Regions from separate parts of the Triticum aestivum genome. Here region 2 is linked to region 1. The links are chromatin contacts, called in public Hi-C maps. All regions are on one chromosome and are shown on one strand. The core of a region is the stretch at or near the end of the contact, and the rest is flanking DNA. Distances in the headings are between cores, read along the strand shown. Region 1 has its middle 16 kb from the start of LOC100049026. Region 2 has its middle 31 kb from the start of LOC100049026.

Region 1 (4,001 bases), core at 256-2,755:
GAGGGTGAACGGTCGATGAGCCTGTGCTCGCCGCGACCATGGCGGCGGCGGAGAGAATGGTCGGCCCGGGTCGGCAACACCCTAACATGACGAGGGCATACGTCGTAGCTGCCTGCGTGGCCTTGGGGAGGATTGCCTCATTCTGGTCAATGGCGGCCTTGTGCTACGCGGCCGCGTCCTCGGCAACATAGTCGACGACGTCTTTCTTCTCCGCCACAACGGTCTATCAAGCCCTCCTCTTGGCCGATTCAATGTCGAGCCGCGCGACCTCCGTTAGCATGAGCTGTAACCACTCTTTCCTCCTCTTCTTCGTCGCGGGGCGGGCTGTGGTGGCGACGTGGTCGACGGGTTTCTTCGACACGCCGGCCATGGAGGAGGGAGGGGATGGAGGTTGCAGGAGGGTTTTTGGGAAAGGCAGGGAAACTGGGCGCGTTGTGTCCCCGACGGGCGGACTATGGGAGGACAAGGGCGTGCACCCCGTCCGCCCGCGCGTTATCTGTTTTGACGCAAATGCGGCCTTAATTTGGGCCGGGAATGGGTCAACAGCGGAAAAAAGGGATGTTTATCCGTTTGCTCGAGCGCGTTAGGCCGTGATTTGTGTCCTTTTGTCCTTAAACGGACTTAGCGGAACCATTTGTGGTTGCGTGTTGGAGTTGGCCTGTGTAAGCAAGAGACATCCGGGCGGAAGAAAGAGGGGGATAATTCGTGCGAGTGGAGGCGGAATTGTTAAAAGCTGGGGGCAGCCAGAATAATTTGACTTTTGATAGTCATCTCAACTCTCCATTGAGACGCCTTTAATTAGTAGCGCGTTTCCGTCGGTCTTCCAAGTTAAGCTCTCCGTCCACGGGCCTCTGATTGGCTACCGGCTGCGCTAATTGCCTAGCCAGGGCCACATAATTTGACTAATCGCCATGGTTATCTTATGTGGTGCCTAGCTAGGAAGGAAGACCTATCTATACATCTGCTCGGCGACTCGTTCGTTCATTTCTAGAATCAAATATAGCGCCTTGATGGGGCGCCAACAATTGGACCGAACGGAGTTGATTTCCGCCCGAATAGAATAGCACTACTAACAGTATAGTACAGGAGTACTTTGGTTGGGATCATCATCGTGAGAAGGGGACAGATCGCAATGAATTTGTTATTAGTGAAAGAATATATGAAAAAATGGGTCGCCGGACAAGTTGCGGAGGGTGGCGCCCCCACCCCCCAGCAAGTTGGGCGTTGTTTAGCGTTTGTTCGCTCGCCATGTTCTTTTTCGTGGATTCGGATCTGCGAGGTCAAACTGTGCACAGACGTAGGTAGGGCCTGTCTTTTCTTTTTCTTTTTTGCCCTTTTTCAGTGTGTGTCTGGGTAACTGCTCCATTGACAATCGGGTGTTCAGTCAGTGGATGTCAATGACCGAATGACGCTCCGTTTGCAAAATTTGTGCGCGTTCAGTTAAATCGGCCGGTCAAAAGCTACGCCTGCCTCGCTGTAGGAGATGGTAGTACTTTACGCGTGCTGAGCGCGTTCACTTTTGTCTGCACTGTGTCCCTTGACTCGGCGCGGTCCGGCCGCACTGGCCATCGTCGTGCGAAGCAAATTGCCAAATTCTCAGGATTCAGCAACGAACGAGGCAGCATGCGTGCACTCGGGACGGCATGACGTGACGGACATAGGCGCGGAACAAATCCTCGGAACCGCGCGGGCGCGAGACGGCGGACAGAACCGCACGACACAAGAGACGGCACGACCAACGACATGATCGACGGATAAACGGTCAAGTATAAGGCGTCACGGGGTCCGTGCTGTTTTTTTTTTTTAAACAAAGGCTCAAGAAGAGCCCGATTTTAAATTAACAAAGCCATCAACCGGCCAAGATTACAGGACTGCCATTTACAACAAGAAAACAAAGAGCGAAAATAAAGATACATTGTGCTCAGTAGAACAACTCGAACGCATAGAAAGACATCAAACGCCGCTAAGCCGAAACCAGCTAACCTACTAAGGCTATGTGAGGAAGGCACCACCGTGCATGTTTTATGTCACTGATTGCCATCAGAAGGAAAACAGGGGCAACACATGACCTTACTCCGCCTCCGTAAAGGGCCCCTACCCTTTCACCCGGGCTCGACGGGTGCCGCACCGGCGGCCTGCGGAGTGGTTCACCCTAGAACCCAGATCAGCATTCCCAAGCAACCGAAGGAGAGGCACCAGGAACAAACCCACACGAAACAGGGAGCCGAACACCCAGTCACCGTTGCCGGCAGCAGCAAGGCAGAGCACCGGACGAGAGTTGTCGAGACGAAGGCGCTGAAAACCCCGGAGAAGGCCAAGAGTATGCAGCACCACGCATCGGTCAAGGATAGGAGGCACCATAGCCTATGGCACGAGAGAGGGACCCCGATCCCCTCGCACCAGCGGCTGAAGCCCTCCACACCTGGCCCCGAGCAAGTTGCCGAAGATGAAGATCAGGCCAATACAATCCGCCGTCGAACCACCACCGACTCCACCACCACTTGAGCACTTCCCAGACGACGCCTTCAGGAAGGTTCACGCCACCAAGGTGCCGTCGTCGCCATGAAACGAGGAACTTAGGCTTTCACCCGAGCTGCTGGGTGGGGTGGGAGGTGCAGGAAGCCCAACGAAACCTTCAGCAAGGAGAACGGCGCCCAAAGGCGACATCTTCAGTGTGGCCGCCGCGCCGGCCAAGGGTTTCCCCCGGATCCGCACCCAACCACCAGATCCGCACACCCGGTATCCAGAAAACAGCGGCCGGAGCCACCAGGGACAGGGGGCGGCGCGAATCGGAGCAGATCGAGGATGAGGACGCCGATTCTCCAAGGTACAGCCGGCCTACGAGGAGCTGCTGCAGCCGCCGACGCCCGCCGCCACCATGCCGCCCGCCCGACCGGGGAGGCGACCCACCTGCACCCTGCGGCGCCGCCCGCCGCACAGGCCACGCCGCTGGCCGCCGCCCGGGGCCGCCGCCCCGGATGCCGAGGCTCTCCACGCAAAGTGGATCCTCCAAAGTCCCCGCCGCCACCTTCATGGGTGCCGAGCGGCCACGCCGCTGGCCACCTCTGGCGGCGGCGGAGGGAGGGAGGGGGGCGGGGGGACTAGGCGGCGGCGGCTAGGGTGGGCCCTCGAGTCGGCTCGGAGGAGACGACGCGGGGGAGGGGGGGAGGGCACCACAGCGATTCTTAATTTGATGGAAACAGTTTGGTCCGTGCTGCTCCGTGGGGACTCCGCGAAGTCCCAGGAGAATCATAGGCCATTCCAGCATCAAACCGCTACGACATTTCCTATTTGCGGGTCAGTGTTTTTTCTTTCTTTCAGGATCTCTGTGCGGCAAACTGTGGACCTATCGCGTGGGTCACGAGCAAAAGGACTCAACTGGGCCGGCCCAGTTAAAGCCCTCCAGATACCTGTTTCGGAAACTTCTAGAAGCTTTCGGATTTTTTTCCATTTACAGATTTATTCCTTTTCTCTTCTCCCTTTCGTTCAAATTTTTTCGTAATGGTTTGATCTTTATTAAAAAAATGTGTAAAAGTATGAAAAAAACGAACTCCTATTCAGGAAAATGTTGTTTTTCATAATAATGTTCGGTTTTCAAAAAATATTCCCAAATTTGGGAAAACTGTTCAAATTTTAAAAATCCTTCTGAATTTTCATAAATAATAGACAAACTGAACTCATGTTTAATCTTTTGCTTCAAATTCTTTTACCCATGTTTTATTTTGAAAAACAAATGAAAAAAATATACTAAAAACCAGATTGCTATAATAACCCGAACAGCTACTCCCTCCGTCCTAAAGAGAGTTCTTCCAACCTTGTTGTAGGGTCAAACTATCTCAAAGTTTGACCGAGTTTGTTCATAAATATATCAATGTTTATGAAACGAAATAGGTATATGATAAAAACATATTTTATAATAAATCTAATGCTACTAATTTGATGGCATAAATATTGATATATTATTGTATAAATATAATCAAACATAAAAAATTTGACGTTGA
Region 2 (3,906 bases), core at 51-2,550, 47 kb before region 1:
CATTCAGCTCCTTTTGAATCGCCAACATGGACCAAGAATCTGCAGGCGAAACGAGGTGGTGCCAAGCATTGTGTCGATTAGACAGTAGGCTTATGCAAAAGTTGATCGACTTTTATCTAAAAAAACTCATGGCCAGCAACTTGGCACCAAAACACTCAAAGAGAAAAGCTAGGATGCTCGAACGGTCACGTCCGTTCGGTCTGGGCACGATTCCTCTGCAGCGTCGTCAGACTCCCAAGAGCGGTGCTAATGCCACTGTGCGGCTTGACTGTTCGGCCAACAGAGTCGACGCGAAATGTCGAGAAACCTTGCGAGACCTTTGACAGGTACGCCACGCCGCCTCCCCTGTGCAGTCCTCGAGAATGCCCTGAAGAAAAAGAGAAAGTGAAGGGTGGACTTTGGCGATGTACCCAACTCGGCTGGATGCAGGGAACCATGCTGAATCGTCCGTTCGTCCAACTGTGGATGGACGTTGCCATGTTACCAGTTCAGTGCACGCATCTAAAATCAGAGTTGAAACATGTTATGACACCGTCGTCGTCCTTGTTTCTGCCAGGTGTGTGGGTACTGACGAGTGACGGGCAGAGGTTTCCACATGCTGCCGTGAGTCGCATGCTTCTCGCGCTCGCAGGTTGATCTCTTCAACACCGCGTGCGTTGAAACGGCAATGCCTTTGACATGCGTAGATACCAATTCGTCTAGAAGCATGGGAATACATTGATCATGTATATTCGGAAATAATAAAAAGTCCACGGCGAGCCGGTAATAACCATACCTATATATGTACGCAGTCTGGCACAAGAACCACTAAAGAAACTTTTAGGCCGGCTTTCATCCTTACCACGTCAGAGTTGGCCAACCGGACGCTCATTAGGTCGAAACGGCACGTGCCGGCCATGTTCGGCTTACCAAATCAACAGGAATAGCATGCGGCTCAACTTCAACCTGTGCATGCCAACGACTCCATCCAGAAATGTTTGTTTAGGCGAACCGGCCAAAATTGTCAACCTGGAGTTAGGCCCCACTTGCCATACATAAACTGACATAGCACATCACGCAGCAAGACTCCACTGTGCAGATTCAACTCTCTCTCTCTACAGCCACGTGAAACACCCTCTTTCAGACCCTCAGGAGCGGAAGATTGTCAACCACAGAACGGTAGCACGCGCACGCAGGACCGTCGCCCACAGACGTGCGCGTGTAGGCTCGCACACAGAAAGAATCCTGCCGTGCCGTGCGGACGTGCGCACCACACGTTCACGGAACAAGTGGGGGCGAGCGAACGAGCGCATCAAAAGTCAAACCCGGATCCGATCCCGGCCCACGCGCGGCTCGTGGCCATGGCGACGTCAAGGCCCGAACCGATCGGGAGGCGCCGCGGCCGGCTCGCCACGGGATCCCGAATCGAATTGACCGAATTTTTTTTGCGCAGCGACGAAACCAAATCTCTGGCCGATTCATTGCTGCACGGACGGGCGGTTGGCTGGGCCGGGAAAGGGACGGACGGCCCGGATGAGTTTGTCTGCTCGGGGCCTCCTTCTGGCTGCCGTTGGGAGGTGGCCAGTAGTAGACGCGAATAATGACGCAGCCGCACGGATTAACTAGCGGAATTAAAGCTGGGCGCACGATTAGGTTTGACCTGTCGCTCTTGACAAGTCCGCCATGATTGCTGGCATTTAAGCGAGGAGGTGGGGTCAACTCGTGCAGGTCGATCTTTATCTGCCGTCTTGATGCTCGCGAGGTCTTAATCTTGGTATTTTCTTGAACGAAATGCTCCAGCAAAGCCGGGATGAAACGTGTGGCGATGGGTCTCTACTGTAGAGTTGACATTGGACGTTTCATTACAACTGAGTCTGCACTGTAGGGCTTATCTGTACCTGTAGAGTTGACATTTCATACAAGTGGAGCCGTAGTTTACTGTGTGTGGATACGAGAGGACCAAGAAGTAGTTTGTTGGTGTCTCGTTAATGCAAATTATTCTATCGGCGCAAGCTGACAAAAAATCGTATGAATGCAAAACTAAGAATTTCTTTTTCTTTTTCTTTACGTGGCTTAGAGGGCGCTTGGATACGTTTTAGTCCCATGACTAAAAGTAGCGGGACTAAAACTTGCCAGCCTCATCTATGCTTGGATCCAAATACGAAAATACTAGACAGACGACACTCCATGCACGATGCATGCACGATTTACAATCAGATGGATGTGAAGCACTTTATTCCCTGATTCAATGGCTGGATGTGGAGTGTCGTTCATGCATCGTCCAAAAACGTCGTGTGTATAGCAGCTCTCATCCAAATACTAAAGAGCGTAAAATCAAGTTATTGAGCATTTATTATCCTCCAAACCCTCCAATCCAGAACTCGCATGTGTTAAAGGAGAGGCATTAAATGAGGAGAGAGGGGGCTAATACATATTTTAGTAGGTTTCCTATGACTAAAATTTTTTACCCTCAAGACTAGTCCTAACCTCTCTTTAGTGAGGGGTGCTTGGAACTTTAGCCTCTAAAAGAGACTATTTTTAGTCAGACTAAAAATAGTTCCTTGGATCCAAGCATCCTCTTAATGAAGTTTAAAGTTGTACAAAAATGTACTGTAGGATGAAGAGAGTGTATGACTAGTACAAATAAGTTTATATTTGTGCACGTGTGCCGTGAGGCAGGCCGATGTTCCTGAGGATATCGAGGACCGGGTAGTCGGGACAACAAACTCGGTACTCCTACATGATCGTCATGTTCAACTCAGCAATGTGGTTGATCTACGACATCCCTACCATCAGCGAGATACCGAAATTTCCAGTGATGACACTCGATGTTGGTGTCCTCGTCGTGTTATACGACATGTACACCTTCATCCGAAACGCCGCTAGCCGTTGGCACATCTCGGTTCTCGCTCTGTTCGCCATGGTCATCGTGACCATCACCGTGTTCAGGCTCTTCTTAGGGATGTCAAAGTATCTATAACTGGACTTGACAAATCCAGCCCCTCAAACACCCGCGGACACGACTGGGCGCGTTCCCGGACACTGACCGGTCACATCTCATAGTTGTGTGCTATGCATCCGAGTACATCATATTTCATCCCCTAGATCCATACAAACCATGCAAAAGAAATCCTACGCAAGGTTGTCAGAATTATACGTTTCGACGACTTTATGATTCAAAGTAAGCCCTCTAATTCTACAATTTTAGTTCATAGAATCTACGTTTTCTGCGATCCTGATAGTTAAGATTCTTTGATTCGCGATCCTATCACTAGAGCTCCGATCCGATTCAAAATCGTGATTCTGATAACCTTGATCCTATGTACTACGCACATCACGGTAGCCTAACTACGTTTCGTCGTCGAAGATGTCCACGGCGTCGGTGCCGAGCACCGGGTAGATGGGCGCGTGCGATAGTGTGATGCTCACCCATATACACGAGCATCTTGTCCACGTCCGCGGCGTGCTTCGCCTCCTATTTCGACCAGAGGGAATCGAGGATCACCTGCTGCTTCGCCTGCATATCTGCGTCCCCAATGTCCCCCACGTTGTCCTCTTGCTCCACGTCCTCCTCGCCCTCCTCCTCGTCCAAGTCGACCTCTAGATCCATGGTGATCCGGGCTTCAGGCCTTGCCCGAATCTGCTCAAGGAGCTGCAACCAGCGCTCCGGCGTTAGATATGGGTAGCTCCTTACCCGGCAACGTGGGGGAATGGCTACTAGTGGTGGCGGACGGCTAGTGGGAAGTGGTGGCGGCGACAGACAAGAGGGGCAAATGTGGACAGTTAGGGTTTTGGTGCTGGGGGTCGGCTTAAATAGCTGGGCTAGGGCACTACGCGGTCCACCGGAGTGACGCCATTGGTCCGATGGAGGAGACGAGCTTCGAACCGCCAGGCTTCGGAGTGTTTTCATGTGGAACCCGACCGTCA

Evidence for each region. A called contact is a pair of places that touch in the nucleus more often than the background predicts.
Region 2: a Hi-C map of leaf shows a contact between it and region 1, with 3 times the contacts expected there. The contact joins two enhancer-like sites. A contact is called at or near these places in 4 of 5 Hi-C or Micro-C datasets (leaf and an unstated tissue) and 1 of 1 datasets of contacts at active chromatin or transcription factors (leaf).

The regions. Positions count from the first base shown.
Region 1 is chr2A:689,757,240-689,761,240 of IWGSC CS RefSeq v2.1, reverse strand. No RefSeq gene overlaps it. Among protein-coding and RNA genes, the nearest start is that of LOC100049026, 16 kb to the left of the region's middle. Within about 2 kb of position 1,505, at least 6 of the 8 cell types and tissues checked have an H3K27ac peak or open chromatin away from gene starts, as enhancers often do. A contact at or near this core is called in leaf, where this site is marked.
Region 2 is chr2A:689,803,810-689,807,715 of IWGSC CS RefSeq v2.1, reverse strand. No RefSeq gene overlaps it. Among protein-coding and RNA genes, the nearest start is that of LOC100049026, 31 kb to the right of the region's middle. Within about 2 kb of position 1,300, at least 5 of the 8 cell types and tissues checked have an H3K27ac peak or open chromatin away from gene starts, as enhancers often do. A contact at or near this core is called in leaf, where this site is marked.